Regions from separate parts of the Sus scrofa genome. Here region 1 is linked to region 2. The links are chromatin contacts, called in public HiChIP or PLAC-seq maps. All regions are on one chromosome and are shown on one strand. The core of a region is the stretch at or near the end of the contact, and the rest is flanking DNA. Distances in the headings are between cores, read along the strand shown. Region 1 holds the start of IRF1 (interferon regulatory factor 1). Region 2 holds the start of PDLIM4 (PDZ and LIM domain 4).

Region 1 (3,887 bases), core at 759-3,258, 230 kb before region 2:
CCATTACAAATGACATTGGAGAAGTTATTTCATGACACAGGATGCTCATTTTATACATATGTACACACACAGATGATTATCTGAAGCAAAATAAAGTTCTTGTTTTAAAGCACTTTTGACACTCTCCTGTTGCCTTCACAGGGTCAATTTCTCAAAACACGTGAGCTGCAAACTTAATCTCCCTAACCTTATTCTGAATTTCCCAGTGGCTATGTCAAGTTCTTAGAGATAGGATAAGCATTCATTTGCTGCACAGAGAAAAAGACTAACTCAGGAGCCACTTGTTTTCTACTCTTCTTGCTCAGAAGGTCTTGGTCTCTATAGTGTGCTCCCATTCCCATCTGCCACTTAAAGCACCCCAATCCTTCTCCCACTTCCAGGACACCTTCCACTTTGCTTAAAACCCAGCTAGGCTCATTTCTCCCAGTTTCTCCTCCCTCTCTGCACCCATCAGTATCTGGGAGACAGCTCTGACCCATTCCTGTTGGTTTCCTGGGAACCAAGCTTGGTCTTACAGCATCAGATTTGGGTGTACCAGAATTGGATTAACCCATCCATTTCTTCCGTGGGAGGGAGCTGTAGTGTGACTGACAGGTGGAATGCTGCATCAAAGTGTCTATTTATAGCTTGTAACATTGAAATTGGGGGCTGCTACAGAGGGCGAGCTTGGGTGACAGGAGTGATACCACCAGCCTGGCCTGGAAGAGTGATTTACTTCTGAGTCAGCAGCTTTGGGGAGGTGAAGGAAGCAGCCTGCTAGGCCAGAGTTCTGGATAGAAAAATGAACATAGTCCAGTCACTAGGAGCACAAGCAGGGCAAGGTCTAGTTGTAAGCACAAGAGTTAAAGAGCTGCCATTCCCAAGAAGCTTAGGACCTGGACTTTCCAACCCTTCCGCTAGACCCACAGCCTTGCTCAGCCCTAAGCAATTCCCTCATGTTGCCCAGAAACCCTCTGGACTAAGCATTGAGGGCCCAGAGACTACACCAATGCTTCCACAGTGGGGCTCCGATGCAAGTGCCACGTGAGTCTGTGGATGTGGCCTAAAGGAAGAGGGCTAGGAGGAACCAAGGCTACCCCACCCCTACCCCAATTCAGCAGTCCTGGGTTTTCTGAAACCCTTCTTCCTTTCCCTAAGGCCAGTCGTGGGGCAGTCCCAAGGAAGTAGACAGAGAAGTGGAAGAGATCCCTCCCTGATCACTATTAGACTCTGGACAGGGACCTTGCAAATCATGCATCATCTGTAGCCCAAGTAGGGCATGGCGCTTTATAGACATCAGCCCTTTTTGTCACTGTAAAGCCAGCAAGATACGGTTATTGTTACTGGAAACTGAGATACCCACGAGTCCCTTGGCAGGCTGCACCAGCAGGGGCCAACCTGTCCAGGCAGTCCCAAACAGGGTATGCTTTCCTTTACTTCCCCAGGGCAGGTGAGTGACCTGGAGGTAGGTCACTCCTCAAAAAGGCGACCTTTTGAGAGCCAAAACCCTCCCTCTTGACACCCCATTTCCGGACTTGAGGAAGCAGGTTGGTTTTGGAGATTCAGTCCTGGCCTCCACTCTTAAGGAGGAGGCAGGTGCCCAGGTGACCCCCTCACCGGGCCTGGGGAGACTGCTGTCCCTACCCTCCATAAAGGAAGACGAAGAGATGGCCATGGCAGCTAGCAGGTTGGGGAGTGCTGAGTGACAGGAGTAACTGCGGGCCGGGGGCGTTTGGCTTTCCAGGACAGCCTTTCTCCGGGGCGAGCTGCTGTGGGGGTGGAGTGGGAGCCGGCGGGGCGGGCCCGCGGTCGCCCCGGGGCGGCGGCGCCAGGCCGGAGGGGGTGGGGAGGGGCAGCCGCCCTGTACTTCCCCTTCGCCGCTAGCTCTACAACAGCCTGATTTCCCCGAAATGATGAGGCGGCGCCGGCCAATGGGCGCCCTCGCGGCTCTTTAGGAGGCGGGGCCGGGCCTGGGCTGGGGGAATCCCGCTAAGTGTTTAGATTTCTCGCCCGCGTCGCGGTTCAGGCAGTGCGCGCCACTCCTTCGTCCAGGCAGGACGTGCGCTCGAGCCCGGCCGAGCAGAGGCCAACGGGAGCCGTGCCAAGCCAAGGCCAGCCGTGCCCAGCGGCTCCGCGGCCCGGGCATCCTCTGCCTTCTCTTCGCTCCCACCGGGAATCGCGCTCCTCGCGCCCACACAGCAGCCCTTGCAGCGCCGGGACCCTCGGGCACCACTGCCGGATAGCGCTTGCTGCCGAGGTGAGCACACCTTCTCCGCGGGAGGCATCGGTGGCGTCGAACAAAGGCGCGCAGGGCACAAGGAAGTAGGGACCGAAAACCCTAGCCGGGAGAGTGGCGGGCGCGCGGCGTTGCCTGGGTCCCGGCGCGGGCTCAGGAGGGCGCTGGAGGAGCGGCGAGCGGCTGCGCCGGGTGGGGGCAGGCGGGAGGGGAGGCGGACCGCTGCATGGACCGCCTACCCGGCCAAGGTTGCCGGCGCCCGGCCGCTGTCGCAGATCTGTGTGCGCGAAGCCGCGGGCGGCCTCTGGGTGGCCCTTGTGTGTTGGTTGCGCGCATCCACGGGACTCGAGTGTACGTCGGCGCGTGGGCGCCCTGTGCTCCTGGCGTCAGCTATCTGTGGCCCCAGCTCGCGCACAGGCCCCAGGTTTCAGGCGGTCTATGCAGGTGGCGGGGTCTGGGGCTTGCTGACCAGGGTGGCTGGAGGATCTCCCCGGGCCCCGGGAGGAGGCGCCACAGGTGTTCCTTGGGCCACTAAGCCCGAGGAGGGGAGTCTGGCGGGAATGGTTAGCGTCCTGGCCTTTGCACTGTGGCTGTTAGGGAGGTGTAGAATAGAATAGATGGGGGGGGGAGGCTGGGCGGGAGGGGGTGGTGGTCCAGAATGCAGGGTGCCTCCTTGTCCCTAAGGGAAAGTGGACAGCTAGTGGCAACAACTCAAGTATGGAAATTTCTGGCATTAAGCAAAAGAAGGCCCTAGCTTCCCAAAGGATTTGAATTTTGAGAGAAAAGTTCTGGAATTTAGATACCTGGTTTCTGTTTTGTTTTTTGTTTTTTTTTTTTTGCTTGTTTTTGTCTCTTCCTACACATATATCCTGAACCATCACTTGCATGCCTCTCTCTTCCCAAGACTGTCTAGGAGGGAGGGAGTGAAGAAAAAATGTTTTGCTCAAGGTGATAACAAGATTCGGAGGGTGGTTTTATTCCAGAGAAAGCCCTCTTCCCAGCTGTAGTACTACAATTGTAGTACTTGGTACCTGGCAGAGGGCAAGGGAGGGTAAATGAATGACCTGGGGTGGGGTAGGGTAATGTCCAGGGGCTTCTCGACAGTCCAAACAGGAGCCTTCTGTCTTCTCTTTACAGCCAACATGCCCATCACTCGGATGCGCATGAGACCCTGGCTAGAGATGCAAATTAATTCCAACCAAATCCCAGGGCTGATCTGGATTAATAAAGTGAGTGTTACTTTTTGGGTTTTTCTGCCACTGTTTTAACCTATGTCCTTTGGGGGACCAAAGCTTCCGATGCAGCTCAAAAAGGGAAGTACTGGGAAGTAGGCAGATGTGTTTCTCAGTGGGCCCTGCATGCACCAGGGCCCCACCGGCTGACTTCTGCTTGCCTCCCTTCTTGAGGTATGGACAGGTCACCCATCTGAGGGCACTGACAGGTTTCCAGTAGCAGGATACTCCCAGCATCTGCAGAGCCATAGTTCTGGTCTCTCCTGAGGGAAATACCTACAGGTACACACAGCATCCTGCAGGGCTCCAGTCAGTCAGATAAGAGACAGAAGAGTGGGCACTGCTGGCAGGGGAAGGTAGCTGGCTTAGCAGGGGACACAAGAATGAACTTTGCATTAGTCGTCCAGGCCCAGGGGGCCTCTTGCTGGTGCTCACGGGGC
Region 2 (4,012 bases), core at 692-3,191:
GTGTCTGTAGACCTGCCCCGGAGGTACCTGCTGGGCAAGCTGTGGCCTGTGCCTTTCCAGCCCCATAAATCTCCTTCAGATCCCACCCCAACCCAGACTCAGCCATCCTGGCTCCTCGGGCCTGAGCTGCTGCTGCGTGACTTTGGGGGACAAGGAGGGGTTCTTCCTGGCAAACCCTTTCCCAGCCTGCCTGCCTGCCAGGGGCCTGCATCCCAATCAGCTCCAAACAAGGCCGCCGCCGCCGCCACTGCCTCTGTGACGTGTGGAGGCCTTTCCTCAGCAGGCAGGCAGCCGCGTGGGCAACAGATGTCTTTGCTCCCTGCCGCCTGCGGCCGTCAGCCGCCGCCACTGAGCCTGTCAGCGGCCTCACGCCCGGGGTGCCTGGCCTGCCGGCTGGCCTAACACCCCCACTAGCCTACCTCGGTGGACACACAGCATGACCCACACAGACACAGATGTGCTCTGTCTCTCTCTCTCTCACACACACGCACCCCAGCAGGGCTCCCTCAGGGAAATGGGAGATGAAAGGCTCCCAGATGTGTTGAAGGCCCACCTCGCTCAGCTCCAGGGACCTGCTGGCTGCGGGGCTGAGGGCAGATGTGTGAATCCTCCCAGGACAGCTGGGCCTGCCTGTCACCAGGGCCCCCAGAAATGAGATTCCATGATTCCATGCACCATCGGGTGCCCACCCCCTCCTAAGAACTGGAAAGCAGTCTCCGAAAGCCCAGCCACCTTGGCCCAGCCCCCAGGGCGAGAGGTGGCGGAAGGGCAGGGAAGGTGTTCTCTGTTCCCTGACACGGGGCCCCAAAGACCAGAGCAGCCCGTGTGCGGTCAAGGGATGGCTCCAGGTCCCCCTCCTCTCTTCCTTGCAGACTGGGAGTCCCCAGTGGCAGGCCTGAGTTCTCTCCTCTTCTGTCCCCTAGGCTGGGACCCCCAAGGACAGAGTCCAAGTCCCCTCTTCTAGCCCTTCAAATATGGGACCCCAAGGCTGGACCAGGATCCTGTCTTTCCCAGACTGGACACCCCTCTAACAGGGAGGGAGTCCTCTCCTCTGCTCCCCTGTCCTCCTCAGATTAGCCACCGCCCACCGCTATACCTCCTCCTCTTCCTCTGTCCTAAGTCTGCCACCGAGCGTCGTGGAACCTTGAACTGGGCTGAGCTTATCCTGGCCCCTGGCCTTGGGTGTCTGGTGTGTGGGGTGGGTGGTCTCCCAACTGCACAATCAAGGCTCTCCTTCCCCTGGAAGCCAAAAATCCCTCCTGGTGGTTTCCCCTTAGGACAACTGAGGTCACGGATTAGAGACTGACTAAAACCAGAGCAGGAGAGTGGATGGATCTTTCTTTCTTCCGTTTCAGAGAGGACCCCAGACCCTCTGGGATCACCCAACTTTGCTGACAGGGATCCTTGACAGGGGAAGGGGTCTCTCAGTCATTCTGGCCCAGATTGTCAGGCTGGGTTCAGTCTAAGCAGCACTTCTAGGCCTGTGTGGATCTGTCCAGACCCCTGCCCCGTGACTGCGGTCCTTTCCTGGCCTGAAGTTAGTCCCCCCAAAATGAGGCCAGCAGGCAGGCTGGTGAGGGAACCCTTGGGGGGATCCTCCAAGCGATAGGGCAGGCAGGCCCAGCAGGAGGGGGAGGGGGTTGGGGCTGCGCTGCCCAGCCGAGAAGCCTCCTCTTGCAGCCTGTGGGTTACCCAGGCCAACCCTTGGCCTTTGAGCCTCCGGGACGTCGGGGATCCGAGTCTCGGGTAGACTGCAAGGGCTGAGTGTAAGATCCAGGACCTCCCCGCCGCCCAGGGGTCGCTGGACTCACCCGCGAGATGGTGAGGGGTACGCTGAAGTCCCGGCCGCCCACCAGGCGGAAGCCCCAGGGCGAAGGGCCGCGCAGGGTCACGGAGTGGGGCATCGCGAGCCGGAGCTGCAGCCGGAGCTAGAGCCGGACACTGAGGAGCCGCCGCGGTTGCCGCCGCCGCCGCCGCCTGGACGCCGCGCCCCGCCCCCGGCCCGCCCGCCCCCGTACCCCCCTCCGCCCGGCCCCCGCCCCCGCTCCCCGCGCGCCCGGATTGGCCCTGCGGCCGACCCGACCCTCCCACTTCGGGGGGCTCTGAGGACCCGCCCCTTAGCCCTGCACACCCACCAGATTTTCGGAGACCCCAGGTCTGGGGCGGCCCCGACGTTCGAAATCTTGCCCAGGCCTCCACTGTGCGGCCCCGCAGACCCGAGCCCGGCTGCGGAAGCTCAGGCCTGGCCTTTTGAAGCTGCTTCTACGGGGCGGCGCCCCAGCCCGGGAACGATGGGGGAGCAAGGGCAGCCCAGATGGGGGATGGGGCCGCGCCTTGCTCAGAAACCTCCTCAAGGCCCTGGCAGGCCAACCTGCGGCCCCACCCGTCGGTAGTGCGCAGAGACCTCCGAACAGCGAGCGCTGATGGGAATCCGGAGCAGGCCTGGGCCAGGGTCGCAGATCCAGGATGACAGAGGGTAGCGCCAAGTATCGGAGTGGGAACACAAATGTACCCAGGCTCATTTGGGGAGGTCAGGAAGGCTGTCTGAACGAGGTCGTGACCCCAGACTTGAATTTAGAAGCAAAATGCCCTGTCTTATCTTTCCAGGTGTCACTGCTTCCCCAGGACACTCATTCCTTCTCCCGCTGCCCCCTCCTTCCAAGCCTTCTCCCTGTGTGCATGGTCCCCTTCCCTCCTCCTTTGCGGGGAGCTTTGTTTCCCCTGCTACCTGAAAGAGGAGCAGCGAGGGTAGCTGGCGTGGTGGCTTTGCCACGTTGGAGGGTGTGAAGTGTCTGGGGGAAGTGGGGTCTTGGACAGCCCTTCACTTGGGCCCTCTCTAGTCTTCTCTCTGCTCTCAACCATTGCCCTCCAGGGATCTCCTTGAACAACCATTGCAGGTGACATGGCTTGGCCAGGGCCACACCTATCACTCTCTGGCTCTCCTGGACACGTGGGTCTGGCTACACATCAAAGCATCGCTCTTTGCTGTTACAGACTTTGAGGACACCCCTAATTTAACCAGTTTTGACAACCCTGTGTGCCTTCTTGTCCAAGTTCTGTTAAGGAGCCTTGGGAGGCTAACAGGTTATGGGGTTAGATGTGTCTGTGGGATCTGTAATACCTCAAGAAGGAGGGCGCTTCAGAGGCACGAACTTGGGGTGGTCCGCAGAAGCAGGTGTACCCTTCAGAGTGGACCAGGAATGCCTCTCTGGGAGAGAGGGTGCTGCTGTCTGTTCTGCTGGCAGAGAAACACAAGCGGTGTGTGTGTGGGAGGGTGTGTACGTGAGGGGATGTGTGTATCCAGGGGATGTCAGCCACTGGGCTTTCAATTCGGGAGGGAGGTTTCTGCTCAGCTCCGTCCAGTCTTGGACCCAACATGGACCAAAGGGAAAGGCTGGCAAAAGAGTTGGCCGCTGGATGGTCCCTCAGGAACCCTTAGGACGGAGGCTCCCCAGGACTTGGACCCCACTGAAGGATGTGGAGATTGGGGTCAACTGTCACTGTCACTAACTGTCTAGGATTAGCTGCATCGCATGGCTGGGTGCTTACAAGCCTCATCAGGATCCCAAGAGCCATAGTGAATATAAATGGTGCAGAGCTTTGCTGGGGGGTGGGGGTGGGGGGGCTCCAGAATCTGTGAAAGTTCTTACCCGAGACATCCCAGAGTGGATTCCTGAAAGTCGTCCTTAGACATGGCTTCCTTCTCCCAGCTTACACACCCCCAGGGACCGCCACCCTCGCCAATGTCCCCCCACCACCGGAAACCCGTTCATTGCCTTCCTGTTTGCTTCCATGTGGGGGGAACCTATCACCCCCTTCCGGAAGTGGTCCTCTTGATTATGACTTTCCTAGCCCTTCAGCATCTGGGCTGGGTAATGCATCTCTGAATGCTTCTCTCACAGGGTTGAAGACAGGGGTGTGGTAGGGAGTGGCTCTTCTAGAATCCAGAGTGTAAACATTCTCCTTTCATTGAGCAGTTTCTGGCGTAGTTCCAGGGTCTATACCAGTCACT

What was found. HiChIP or PLAC-seq counts read pairs in DNA pulled down with a chosen protein or histone mark.
Region 1: a contact with region 2 is called in an H3K27ac HiChIP or PLAC-seq map of skeletal muscle, with 2.8 times the contacts expected there. The contact joins the promoter of IRF1 here to the promoter of PDLIM4 in region 2. A contact is called at or near these places in 4 of 47 Hi-C or Micro-C datasets (embryonic fibroblasts, fibroblasts, mesenteric adipose tissue and 1 more) and 2 of 2 datasets of contacts at active chromatin or transcription factors (alveolar macrophages and skeletal muscle).

What each region holds. Positions count from the first base shown.
Region 1 is chr2:134,781,767-134,785,653 of Sscrofa11.1, reverse strand. IRF1 (interferon regulatory factor 1) reads left to right here and starts at 2,008. Exons shown (of 10, transcript NM_001097413.1): 1 at 2,008-2,236; 2 at 3,353-3,444. The coding sequence starts at 3,358. All of the region lies in intron 11 of SLC22A5 (solute carrier family 22 member 5), which reads right to left.
Region 2 is chr2:134,553,892-134,557,903 of Sscrofa11.1, reverse strand. PDLIM4 (PDZ and LIM domain 4) reads right to left here and starts at 1,941. Exons shown (of 7, transcript NM_001285969.1): 1 at 1,812-1,941. The coding sequence starts at 1,904. The region is part of intron 3 of P4HA2 (prolyl 4-hydroxylase subunit alpha-2); the gene reads left to right.